Regions from separate parts of the Mus musculus genome. Here region 1 is linked to region 2. The links are chromatin contacts, called in public HiChIP or PLAC-seq maps. All regions are on one chromosome and are shown on one strand. Each heading gives the region's core, a stretch centred on a gene start, on an enhancer-like site or on the middle of the called end of the contact. The rest is flanking DNA. Distances are from core to core; before and after follow the strand shown. Region 1 holds the start of Nsd2 (nuclear receptor binding SET domain protein 2). Region 2 holds the start of Prr14l (proline rich 14-like).

Region 1 (6,452 bases), core at 2,871-5,370, 990 kb after region 2:
AGCTTCCTTCGGCTGCACATTTGGTATATTCCTTTCATCTTTCTTGGGCATAGTATTTTAGCTGGGCATAAAGTTCTAATAAAGAAGTTATTTTTTTTTCCACATGTTAGAGGACAATTTTTGTGGATTCTCTCTTCCACCTCTATGTGGGTTCCAGGGATTGACTATAGGTAGATAGGCCCGTTTTGTTGTTGATTGTTAATCACTTTTATCTGCAGAGTTTTACAATCTCCAGCAATTCATTTTTCTCCTTTCAAAATTGGTCTTAGAGATTTGTGGAACATAGGGTCTTAGACATGCTAGGTAAGAGTTCTTTCACTGAACTTTCAGTAATAATTTAGTAATTCCATCCTAACTTATTCTTTTGGGTTGCTAGTAATAAAGATTTTCTTATTTTTCATGCTCTGAAGTTTCAGTGTTGATCTGGAGTCCTGTTTAATTTTCTCTGAGCATAGGAAGCTCTTAACCTGAATGCCAACTTTCCTTTGTTGGCCATCCCTTTGAAAATTGCCTTTCTCCCATTCCTTCTTGGCTTCCTAACAAAAATTCTCTTTAAGATTTAAGCTCCTTGAAAGCAGTCTTCCTTTGTTTACTTCCCATAGAGATGTATGTATAAAATTTGCCATTTTGACTATTTAATGTGTACATATTGGCCTGGGGGTGTAGCTCAGTGGTAGAACATTATTTACCTAGTATATATGGAGTCCTGGTTTCAATTCCTGGCAGTGTAAAAAAACAAAACAACCAAATTTTAAAAAGCTAGGTGGGATTTCTGACTTCAGAGTCAGCTTGGCCTACATAGTTAGTTAAAGGCCAGGGCTAAGTAGGAAGCTCCTGTTGGGAGCGGGGAGGGATTGTGGGAATAAGCATATTTATATTGTTTTACTTTTAATGAATTATTTCTGTCAGAATCTCATTGTGTAGACCAGGCTGACATTGAAGTTACATAAATCTGCCTGTTTCCTCCTCCTAAGTGCCAGGATCAGGATTAAAGGCCTGTACTATTATTACTACCCCTTGTTGTCAACTTGAACTTTAGAAAAAAAATTTATTGTCCCTGTTTCTGTATTTTCGATGTAGCTATAGGTCTATGTCAAGGTCAGAGGACAAGTTGTAGAGTGCTATTACTGGCTGGGCTATTTCTCCAGCCTACCTGGCTTCCTTTAAAGCATTTCTTACATGTCTGCTGGTAACAACTTTTAGTTTGTATTTCTCAATGTATTTGGCTGTTATTCTTGGAGGATATTTTTTCTATATGAAAAGTTGAGTTTGTTTTTCTTTCAATACACTGAATCTGGTCTTTGTTTCTTTTCTTTTTCTTTTGTCTTTTTTTTTAAATTAAAAAATAAAATTGCCAGGTGGTGCTGGTACATGCTTTTAATCCCAGCAGAGCCCTGCCAGGATTAATCAGGAGCAAGCAAGCCCTTTGAGTTTTAGTTCAACCTGGTCTACAGAGAGAGAATTTCAGGGTAGTCAGGGCTACACAGAGAAACCCTGTCTCAAGACAAAACAAATAAAAATTATGTTTTGTTTGCATGTGCTTGCCTGGTACCTAAGAAGCTTAGTGGAGATGTTAGGTACTCTGGAACTGGAGTAAGAAGATTGTGAGCCTCCATGTGGGTGCTGGCAATTGAACCCTGGGTCCTCTGGAAGAACAGTCAGTCAGTGCACTTGCATTTAACCTCTGAACCATCTCTTCAGCTCCAGGCATTGGTTTCTGCTAAGTCACAATCTGTATTACTTTTCTGTATTTAAATGGATACTTTAAAGTTTTGTTGCTGTAGATTGAATCTAGAACCTTGTACATGTTAGACAAATACCCTACTAGTGAGCTATATCCGCCAACCTTTGATTTATCTATTTATTATTTTTTTAAAAGATATTTTACATTTACTATGTGTTTGGGTTGGTGCATGTGAATGCAGGTTCCCCTAGAGGCTAGAGATATCAGATCTTCCCAAATCAGATCTTTCTGGAGCTGTAATTATAAATTGTGAACTGCTCAGTGTGTGTGTTAGGAACTGAGTTTTGGGTCCTCTGGAAGAACAGCACACATTTTTTTTTTTAATTTTGAAAAAGATTTGTTTTACTTTCTGTGTATGTGTGTTTTGCCTCCGTGTATGTTTTGTAGCACATGTGTGCCTGTTTTAACAGAGGTTAGAAGAGAGCGTGTAGGATCCCTAGGAACTGGATTTCCAGGTGGTTGTGAACCAGTGTGTGGGTGCTGGGAATTGAACCTGGGTCCTCTGGAAGAGTAGCTAGTGCTCTTAACAGCTGAGCTGTCTCTGGCCCCCAATAATATTCATACCTACTGAGCCATCTCTCCAGCCTAAGCTCTTATTGTTTAAAAGGCACTCTCTGTGTAACTTAGGATGGCCTTGAACTTAATGTAGTCTGGACTTGAGTCTGATAAGTGACATTTATTTACTTATGTGTTTATTTTTAGATTTTTGGTATGAGTTCCTTGTATTTTTGTCATGCTTGGGATTTGCTAAACTGACTGTTAGTTTGTTTCACTAAATTGGGAAATCCCCTCCCCCCAAGTTTTTTTTTTTTTTTCCTTCTTCATCCTCTCTTTACGTTCTGGGTGGGAATACAGACTTCATTTTGTTCCTCAGCATGGTGAAACTATATTCTCACCTCAAAATTTTCCCCTGTTTTAAAAGTTGGAATATTTTAAATCTAGTTTCAATTTTTTTGACTCTTCTCAAATGTGCCTTAAATTTGTTTTTGAGAGAGGGTCTCTCTTTGTAGTTCAGACAGACCTTGAATCTCCATCGACTGGGGAGATTGCTCAGTGGTTAATGGTGAGCATTGTTTGTCTAGAGTACCGGAGTTTGTTTGAGTTCCAGGGGATATGACACCTTCTGACCTCTGCAAATACACAACACACACACAGACATATACATGAGTAATATAATAAAATATTATAAAAAAATGAGAATATCTGTAGACCAGGCTGGCCTTGAACTCAGAGAGATCATCCTGCCTCTGACTCCTAAATGCTGAGACTAAAGGCATGCACCGCCACAGCTGGCTTCTGGTGTGCCATTAAGACAGTCTCTTAAGGGGTTGGAGAGATTGCTCAGTGGTTAAGGACTTGCTCCTCTTGCAGAGTACCTTGGTTGCGATTTAACATTCACAACGATCGTTAATTTCAATTCTGTGAGATCCAGTGCCCTTTTCTGATCTTCATGGGTGCTGGACACTCCTACATGCGCACGCGTGCGCGCGCACACCCCCCCCCACACACACACAGGTGCACATAAATCATATATTTAAAAAAGACTACCCATTGACATTTTTACTTTTAGACAGCATTTCTTAGTTATAGATTTCCTACTCCCTTTCATTTCCCCTAATACTTGGGATCGAACCAGGGCTGGTGTATATATGCCATCAGCCTACTACTGAACACATCCCTAACTCACTGTACTTTTTTTCTTTGAGTTAGACTGTCACTAAGTTATCTGGGAGTGTTTTGAATTTACTCTGGCCCAGAAAGGCCCCAGACAGGTGACTTCCTACCTTAATTTGGTATGGCAACATATAGACTTTTTAATAATAACTGCTTCTCTGTCATAATTTTTAATTATTTTAATTTTTAAAAATGTGTATGGGTATTTTGCCTGTGTATTTATACACCACAAGTGTGCCTAGTGTCTGTGGAGGCCAGATGGGGGAGTGTTAGACTCTTACAACTTGAGTTGCAGGTGGTTGTGAGCCACCGTTTAGTTGCAGGGAACTGAAACTGGGTCCTCTGCAAAACACGGTAAGTGTTCTTAGCACTGAGCCGCCACTTTAGCCCACAGGTTAAACTCTTAAGTCAGGCATCCTGCCATGTTGGTTGGTGGTGATATACCTGTCCCGACTACTTTCCCTTTTACAAATGATTCCTTGTCTTTTCAGCTGTATTATTTTGTGATATTAAAATTACTTTGTACAGACTAAATTATTGTATAAAACATTGTAAATTGTCTCAAAAGACAACACTGAATAAAACTCAACATCTTCAGAACTAGAGATACTGACATACCTATACTAGGTATAAAATGTAATATGTTGCCTTTTTTCTTCCTTTTATTTATTTTTTATTTTTATTTATTTTTTAATGCTGTAGTGTTCTAAGAACCAAAGGATCTAGGCTGGATGGAATTTAGCATCAGAAAAAGTCCTCTTTCTGTTCAGAAAGTTGTAAAGTGCATGAAGATGAAGCAGACACCAGAAATCCTTGGCAGTGCAAATGGAAAGACTCAGAACTGTGAAGTGAATCATGAATGTTCTGTATTCCTCAGCAAAGCTCAACTTTCTAACAGCCTACAGGAGGGGGTCATGCAGAAATTTAATGGCCATGATGCGCTCCCCTTTCTTCCAGCAGAGAAGTTGAAAGATCTTACTTCTTGTGTTTTTAATGGAGAACCTGGTGCTCATGATACTAAATTGTGTTTTGAGGCCCAGGAAGTAAAAGGAATTGGGACACCACCCAATACTACACCTATCAAAAATGGCTCTCCAGAAATTAAACTGAAAATCACCAAAACATACATGAATGGGAAACCTCTCTTTGAATCTTCAATTTGTGGTGACGGTGCTGCTGATGTGTCTCAGTCAGAAGAAAACGAACAAAAATCTGATAATAAGACTAGGAGGAACAGGAAGAGGAGCATAAAATATGACTCTTTACTGGAGCAGGGCCTTGTGGAAGCAGCTTTAGTGTCCAAGATCTCAAGTCCTGCAGATAAAAAGGTATTTGTGAAGGATTCTGTTGGATTATATGACAATTAATGGTGTGCATGAGACCTATGTAGAATACATAAATGTTTGACAGTAGGTGGAAGGGATGGGAAACAACCCTGATGGTGGCAGTTGCCGTCTTGCCTTGGTCCTGTGCAGGTGATACTGATTAAGGCTTGGCTCCTGGTTGGTTGTTGGGCTTCCAAATATCTGGACATTAAGTACCACAGCCACAAGTTGTGCCACTTGAGAAGGCTAGTGAGGTTAACCATTCAGGATTAAAGTGGCTAAGAAGGCTTTGATCCCAGCACTCAAGAGACAGAGGTAGGCAGACCTCTGAGTACAAAGCCAGTCAGGGTTGCCAATAAGACTGTCTAAAAACAACAAGAATAATAATTTCTGAATGTAGGTCTGTCAGTTTTCATGACCTTATTAGGTCTACTGTTTTTATGGGTTCCATCTCTCAGGTATTTTTAGGCTAACTGCTCAGTGGAGATATATTAATTTCACAACTACAATATTAAAGTAAACTAATATTACTAACTAAGTCTGTGCCATCTAGTGAATAATGGAACAGAGCTATGCTATGGAGAAGCACTGCTGTCATGCTTTCTACATGTGCCACTGTCTACTCAGTGGTCTTTTTAGCCTCCTGGACAGTCAGACTATGTCACACACCTTCCTGTTTTGGGGTTTTAGTGTAAGCCTAGCGCTTTGTATATAAGCAGGCATGTGCTGATTCATTCATCAAAGGCTGAGAAAGAAAAGCCCTCACTTTAGGTTATCATTCTGTTAGATAGTTTATGTCATCAGTGTCATAAAAGTGACATGCAGGATGATCCTTACATTTTAGTGAGTATAGATCATGTAAAACAGCTAAGTGACCTTGCTCTTGCTGGAAGGAAATAGGGCGCCAGGCAGACCCCTGCTGGCTCATTCTGAGTACTAGGTGTTGTGATCTTTAGCTGCAGCTGGAGGTTTACTGAGAAAACTCAAGACAGGTAAGTTGAAATTCAAAGGATTGTTGGCATTGTGAAAGTTGGAGTATTTGGTTTAATATTGTAGTTGTGAGATTTTGTTTAGAATTACTACAAAGAACAGTTGGAATTTCCTTGAAATCCTTAAAACCATGAAGTACTTTTAGGGTTTAAAAGTAGTGGTTTTGAGGAGCTATTTCATTCTTGCTAATGGAATTCCAAAGGTAAATCTTTGTTTTTCCTTTTTTGATGGGGAGTGGGATATGGTTTCACTATGTGGCCCTGACTTGGAACTCATAGATATCTGCCTGTCTCTGCTTCATAAATGCTAGGATTTGGGATTAAAAGTTTGCACCACCATAGCTGCCCAAAGGTAAATATTTTAAAAGACCAGCATAATCACCTGGGCTGATTTAGAGGTTTGTGGGCATGTCTGTAGATGTAGTGAACCTTAATGCTTTCAGAGTTTTTTGGAGAAGCCTGATCATGATTATCACAGACTGGACTTCTTCCTCATTAGTGTAGCGGTAGAGATACCCAATCTAGTGGTAGTCCCGCTGTAGATCTGTTCACTCTAGGAGCACAGTATGTATGTATTTGGTAGTGTAGAGGCAGGTCCACCGCTACAATACCATTTGCCACTTGATTTGATTAAAATTGCTCTCTACTGAACACAGTGAAGGAATACTGAAATGCTGTGCAGCCATTTGAGCTAACATCTCTTGAAAGTATAATATGAAT
Region 2 (6,730 bases), core at 2,934-5,433:
TAGATTCTTAGTAACTGTGTAGTAAAAAGAAAGAACATGGGGCAGTAGTGGCACACGCCTTTAATCCCAGTACTGGGGAGGCAGAGGCAGAAGGATTTCTGAGTTTGAGGCCCGCCTGGTCCACAGAGTGAGTTCCTGGACAGCCAGGGCTATACAGAGAAACCCTTTCTTAAAAAAAAAAAAAAAAAAAAAAAAAAGCAAAAGCAAAAACAAAAACAGAAAGAGAGAGAGAGAGAACAAACAAGTAACATGTTTATAAAATTCAACTTAAACCTTCTCAATGCTTATAACCAAGCTACTAGAGAAGAATATCAAGTCATTATCTAGTTTAAGTTTTGAGCAAAAATTAACCCATTAAGAATGACTCTTACCTGGCTGGAGAGATGGCTAGTCCAGAGGATCTGGGTTCCATTCCCAGCACCCACATGGAGGCTCACAACTGAATATAACTCCTGTTCCAGGTTATCTGATGCCCTCTTCTGGCCTCTCCAGGTGCCAGGCACACATATGGTACACAGACATATATGCAAGTGAAACACTCAAATACATAAAATAAAATATAAAGCCAGGCTGTGGTTGCACACATCTCCTGAGTGTCCCAGCACTCAGGAGACAGACAGATGGATCTCTGTAACTTCAAGGCCAGCTTAGTGTACAGAGTTAAGTTCCAAAACAACCACGGCTACATAGAGAAACCCGTCTCAAAAAAACAAAAAAATAAAATTTAAAAATCAATCTTAAATTACTCTTGCCATGTGTATAAATATGTATTATATTATTTTGGAAATGGATTTATTTTAGACGTTATAAAATAAGTGACATTTGTACAAAATATGAAGTAAAATTATTCTACTAAAAGATGATGTTCATAAAACAAGCCTGCCACCCCTATACCAGGGAAACACAAATTTCTAGACCAGTTGGGGCTACACAGTCTAATAACAGGTTATACAGGGAGACCCTGTCTCAAAACAAACCAAGTTTGTTTAAAATAAAACAAAACAAAACAAAAGGGAGGGTGAAGAAAAGGAGGAGGAAGAGAGAATATTTTTGAGCTGAGACTAAACTGACCTCCCACCTGTGTCAAATGCAAAGCTCTGTAGGGAGTTATTCAACCTTCTGGTGTCCAAGGCAAGAGCCAGTGTCCCTCCCTACTCTGACTCCATTCACTAGCTACAGGATCTCAAAGTCTTCAGTTTAAATGAACTTTCCTGGGCCTATTCTTTTCATGCAAAATGACCAAGCTAAAGTAATCCTGAGAAAACCCCAGGATGGAAAGGACAACCTCCCTCTTTTCCTTTCTGCTTCAGTATATAGAACAGACAGGTGTCAACCAGGGTACAGGGCTCAAGCTAACTCAAGCTAATGCCTTCCTTTAATAGGTGCTCAGGGGCACTTACGGCAATTTAGGAATACTATAGACACAAAGGTTTTCTTCAGCGTGTCTTTGGGTAATTGAACTCCTACCCTACCAAAAAATCAAAAACCTGACTAAAGCCAGTAAAGGTGGACCGTCACAACCCCCCACGTCATTAGAATGAATGTATTTTACCACGCTGCCCCAAATCCACAATGCCAACATGTCTCATCATTCAGCGTTTCCGCAAAACAATAGTTTTGGAAGCAAAACTTGATAGCAGTAAAGCAAGAAGAAAAAAGAAAAAAGGGAAAAACAAACAAAGAAAGCAGATCAGAAAAACTCCATGCCCCAATAATCCCTCCTCTTGAACTGGAATGTACAGACCCTGTTAACAACAGTGAGCACTGCCATGCTTGTGTCAAGAAACAAGACTCACAAGAATGATCACGCCCTGAGTTCACAGCACTCCTCTCACCTTGAGAAAAGGGCTTTCTTTTCCAAAGATTCAGATCCTGCAGCCAGCCCCTCCATAAGGGACATTCAGACACTGTATCCAATTCTTCCATGAGGGAATTTGGAGAAGAGGCCTCCTCTTGAGGGACAGAAAAAGAAGAATCTTTTACTAGGCCCTCCCTAGACCAGGAGTGGTGGCTCACACCAGTGGTTCTAACACTCAGGAAGAGGCCAACGCGAGAAGGCTGTGGAGGACAGACTGAGATACACAGTGAGTGTTAGGCCAGCTAGGGCTACATAGCTAGATCCTGTCTCAAAGGAAAAACAAACCACTAATCAAGATCTCAACACAAACTGAAAGCAAGACCAGGAAGAATATCATCACACGGGACCCAGCTCTTAGATGGGAAGTGTGTGTGCAGGGAATCTCTTAAGGCATCAAGGCTGTTTTCCTTTCCCTTTTTATTAACATGCAGAAAAAGCAATCCATCTCTCAACAGAGGCTTAAACTGAAAACGCTCTTGACGTCTACTGACAAAAGACACCACATATGAAAGACGTTCATGTATTTATCCAAGGGGGAGGGGTAGGAAGCCATCTACAACGCTTTACATACTGGAAAAGGACAGTCTTTTACTTTGGAGAGCTGGAGGCTGAAGAGGATGTGTAGATAAGGGGAAGGTTTGTTTTTTTGTTTTTTTTTTTTTGTTTTGTTTTTTTTTTTTTGCCAACAAAAGCAACTGAAGAGAGAGGAGATCTAGACAGATTTGGTGGACAAAGAACGTCTGGCTTCTGGCACCACGTTTCCTTCCCTCTTAAGACTCTTAATGAAGAGATGGAGGCAGGAAGATCAGAGGCTTGGCTACATAGCAAATCTGAAGCCAGCACAGCCTACATGAGAGCTTGTCTCAAAACAAAACATAAAGTGGCACATGGTGGTGCATGCCTGAACTAGGAGTGTCCTATAAAGTGAGAAAAGATTGGGGCAGAGGCAGGCGGATTTCTGAGTTCCAGGCCAGCCTGGTCTACAAAGTGAGTTCCAGGACAGCCAGGGCTACAGAGAAACCCTGTCTCAAAAAAAAAAAAAAAAAAAAAGATTATTGGGGGGACTAGAGGCTAGCCTTGACTACCTACCTAGTTTGAGCCCGAGCTATAAAAAAAAAATCCCTCAAATCAAAATAATAAACAGGTAAAGTGCTAACATGTTTCCAAAACTTACTATTTCTTTCCCTGATTTTCACCAAGGCTCTCTGTTAACTTAGGGAGTAGAGTACAGCAAGATCCAAAGTGAGAGGAAGAATACTGTATCTTAGGAGCAGGGAAAGCCTTTCTGGTGGAAAGAGGGTTGCAATTTGTGATGGAGGATACATTCATGCCAATAACAGTTTCTCTGAGGACATGACTTTTCTTTCTTAATATATCAATACTAACAACTGACCAAACGTTCACTGTGCACCAAGCATTTTCCACAAAAGTTCCCTTGAGCCCTCATGACAATTCAGAGAAAAAAAAGTACCCAGGTTAAGGATGGGCTGCAACTGACAGGGGATGAGGCAAGGTCATGAGGATGTTAAGTGGGAGATACAAACTTGCAAATATCACACTCCAAAAGAGGAGCAGCAGCTCAATCAATACTAAGAGACTTAATAAAAACACAAAAACCAAAGCTCCCTTGGTGGACATGACTGGGGGAAGGGGAGAAAAGCTGACTTACGATATCATAAATTCAGGGCCTCCCTCTATCTTGGGGTGAAAGTGAAAAATAAAGGATCGAGAGATCTGTTTCTTGCAGATAGGATACCTCTGTCACTTTTGGGAAAGTTGAGAACCTCCTTCACTTGGAAGACGCTGACCAAAGTGGGGGTCGCTCTTTTGAATAAAGAATTCCCCTTGGCACCATAAACGGGTCTCCCTTCGCTGACAAATCGACCAGAGCCGAGGAAAGGCGTATACCAACAAGGGGCGTCGTCCTCTCCAAGGAGAGAGAAGTTGGGGGTCCCCTGCAGATGAAGGTTGAATGGGAGCCTCCTTCCCCTGGAACCAGGACTCCGAGAAGCTGTTTTCTCCCAGGGACGTAGAGCCTGATCTCCTGGATGTCTGTGGGTGTTTGTCACTAACAGCACTGCTTCGGTGCCCTTCGGCTCCCTGAAAGGCTGGGGGCCCGGACCCCCTTTAGTCAGCACCGTCCGGCGGAGGACCCCCAGGCGGTCGTGGGACTGCCCAGGCCTCTTACCCTGTGGCCTCCTCCACGGCTCGTGCTCATCCCTCCACTTTGGCGTCGGCTGCCTCCGTCCCTGCTGTCCCCGCCGCCGCCAACTCTACCAGATCTTCGGGAGCCGAGGCCCGAGGGCGCTCCAGCTTCCACCGCTTCCACAGTGCCCTCCCCCCCCACCTACCGCACTTCCTCATCCGGGGCCAAAGCCAGCCATGCGGACGGGTCTCGATCCCGCCCCCGCACGGCGCGCGCGCAATCCGGAGGGCGGCTCTTCCCGGCTGGTACCTCCACCCTCCGCTAGCTCCAGACACGCTCAGCCCCGCCCCCACCGCGTTGACTCTTAAAGAGAAACACATCGTTCTACCCAGTTCCTGTCTCAGACTGTTACCAGTGCTATGGTCCATATCTCTGAGGTGGACAGATGCCACTCTAGGGCCCTGTCTGCTTCCATCCTGGCAGATTGTGGGACCTTCTAATAACTATAATCAAAGGTTTAGGTCACACCATCCTCCTATTGCTTCTAATCACACTGAAATTCAAAAGATAACCCAGGAAAGTATTTGATTACACTTTGATTTTGTTTCATTGCCTCTCTAGCATTGAAGGTACCTCATTTTATCTGTGTTGCCTGTTTCTTTCCATCCTTGTCTGTTTTCTTTAGGACTCTATATTCATAGCACCTAAAGAAGTGTCTGGAAGAAATTACAATGGACCTGGCATTCCTTTAATCCCAGCACTTGGGAGGCAAAGGCAGGCGGATTTTTGAGTTCAAGGCCAGCCTGGTCTACAAAGAAAATTGAAATTACCTTTTCTTTGATTAGGATCTGCAGAGGAAACCAAGGCTTGGCTGCACGCTCCTTTAACCCCAAAAAGGCAGAAGACAGCCTGGTTTACATAGGATTTGATTTGAGTCAGGATCTTACTTTTTAGCTCAGGCAAGTCTGAAACTTGCTATGTGTGCCAGTCTAGCCTCAACTCTTGACCTTCCTGCCTTGACCTTTTGGATAAAGGGAAAATAGGCATGTGCGACCATGCTTGGCTTATTCGTTTTCTTAAGTCACATGAAAGTATTATTCATCTTACTAAATTTTTATTTTTATCCTTTTATCTCCTCTCTCTCTCTCTCTCTCTCTCTCTCTCTCTCTCGATAGGAAATATTGCAATAGGGTTCTCCCTATGTAGTCCAGGCTGACTTGGAACTCACTATTTAGATGTGGCTCGCCATCTTTTTTCTTTTTTTTTTCTTTTTTTTTTTTAAGTAGCCTCTTAAAATCTATCAACTTTTTGTTTGGTTATTTTTAGTTTTGAAGATAGTTTCTCTTTGTAGCCCTGGCTGTACTGAAACTTGCTCTGTAGATGAGGCTGGTCTCACACTCAAGAGATCTGCCTGCCTCTGCCTCCCAAGTGCTGGGATTAGAAATATGTGCCCTAGGGCTGGTGAGATGGCTCAGTGGGTAAGAGCACCCGACTGCTCTTCCAAAGGTCCAGAGTTCAAATCCCAGCAACCACATGGTGGCTCACAACCATCCGTGACAGGATCTGACTCCCTCTTCTGGTGTGTCTGAAGACAGCTACAGTGTACTAACATATAATAATAAAATAAATCTTTAAAAAAAAAAAAGAAATATGTGCCCTACCACCTGGCTTTTTTCTTTAAAACATACCCCCCCCACACTTTTTTTTTTTTTTAACAATCTCTCACTCAGACTGGCCGCAAACTCTTCCAGTGATGGGATTATATATACCACCATGGGAACTTTTGCTTATCATGCAATGGGAGACCCCTTGGCCCATTCCCAAATCCTCTACTGTTTTACAATGCTTTTGCTTTCAAAATAAAACAAAACAAATATATTTTTATATATTTTTTGGAAAATACTGGAAACCTATAGCTTGTTTAGTTAAAGCTGGGGAAAAACTAAAAAAGGTTCTGTGATGCCAGACTTGGTGGCGCACACCTTTAATCCCAGCACTCAGATGGCAGAGGCAGGCAGATTTCTGAGTTGGAGGCAGCCTGATCTACAAAGTGAGTTCCAGGACAGCCAGGGCTATACAGAGATACCCTGCCTCGAAAAAAACCAAAAAACCAAACAAACAAACAAAAAAAGGTTCTGTGATTAACTAGAGGCATTAATGATTCAGTGGTCTTCATGATTAGAAGACACACAGCAGGGTTGGAGAGATGGGTCAGCGGTTAAGAGCACTGACTGAACCAGGTGTAGTGGTGTACACTGTTAATCCCAGCACTCGGGAGGCAGAGACAGGCAGATTTCTGAGTTGGAGATCAGCCTGGTCTACAAAGTGAGTTCCAGGAGAGCCAGGGATGCACAGAGAAACCGTCTCGAAACCCTCCCCCCCCCCCGGAAAAAAAAAAAGAGCACTGACTGTTCTCCCGAAGGTCCTGAGTTCAAGTCTCAGCAACCACATGGTGGCTCACAACTACCAGTAATGAGATCTGATGACCTCTTGTGGTGCATCTGAAGACAGCTACAGTGTACTTACATATAATAAATAAATAAATCTTAAAAAAAAAAAAAGAAGACAACACAGCAGTGTTATGACCTGAAACCCTATCTCTAGTTATAAAATACTTACAGAATGAAGCAGGAGGTTGGTAGGATGACACAGCTCAAAAACAGGGCTGAAGTTTGATTGGGACAGAGAGTTTGCCCAGTATGTGTGAGGCCTGGGTCCCATCCCCA

The links. HiChIP or PLAC-seq counts read pairs in DNA pulled down with a chosen protein or histone mark.
Region 1: a contact with region 2 is called in an H3K4me3 HiChIP or PLAC-seq map of bone marrow-derived macrophages, with 4 times the contacts expected there. The contact joins the promoter of Nsd2 here to the promoter of Prr14l in region 2. A contact is called at or near these places in 2 of 39 promoter capture datasets (liver and pre-B cells) and 1 of 115 datasets of contacts at active chromatin or transcription factors (bone marrow-derived macrophages).

The regions. Positions count from the first base shown.
Region 1 is chr5:33,838,992-33,845,443 of GRCm38.p6, forward strand. Nsd2 (nuclear receptor binding SET domain protein 2) reads left to right here and starts at 4,121. Exons shown (of 21, transcript NM_175231.2): 1 at 4,121-4,746. The coding sequence starts at 4,150.
Region 2 is chr5:32,850,047-32,856,776 of GRCm38.p6, forward strand. Prr14l (proline rich 14-like) reads right to left here and starts at 4,184. Exons shown (of 11, transcript NM_194340.2): 1 at 4,047-4,184; 2 at 1,836-1,952.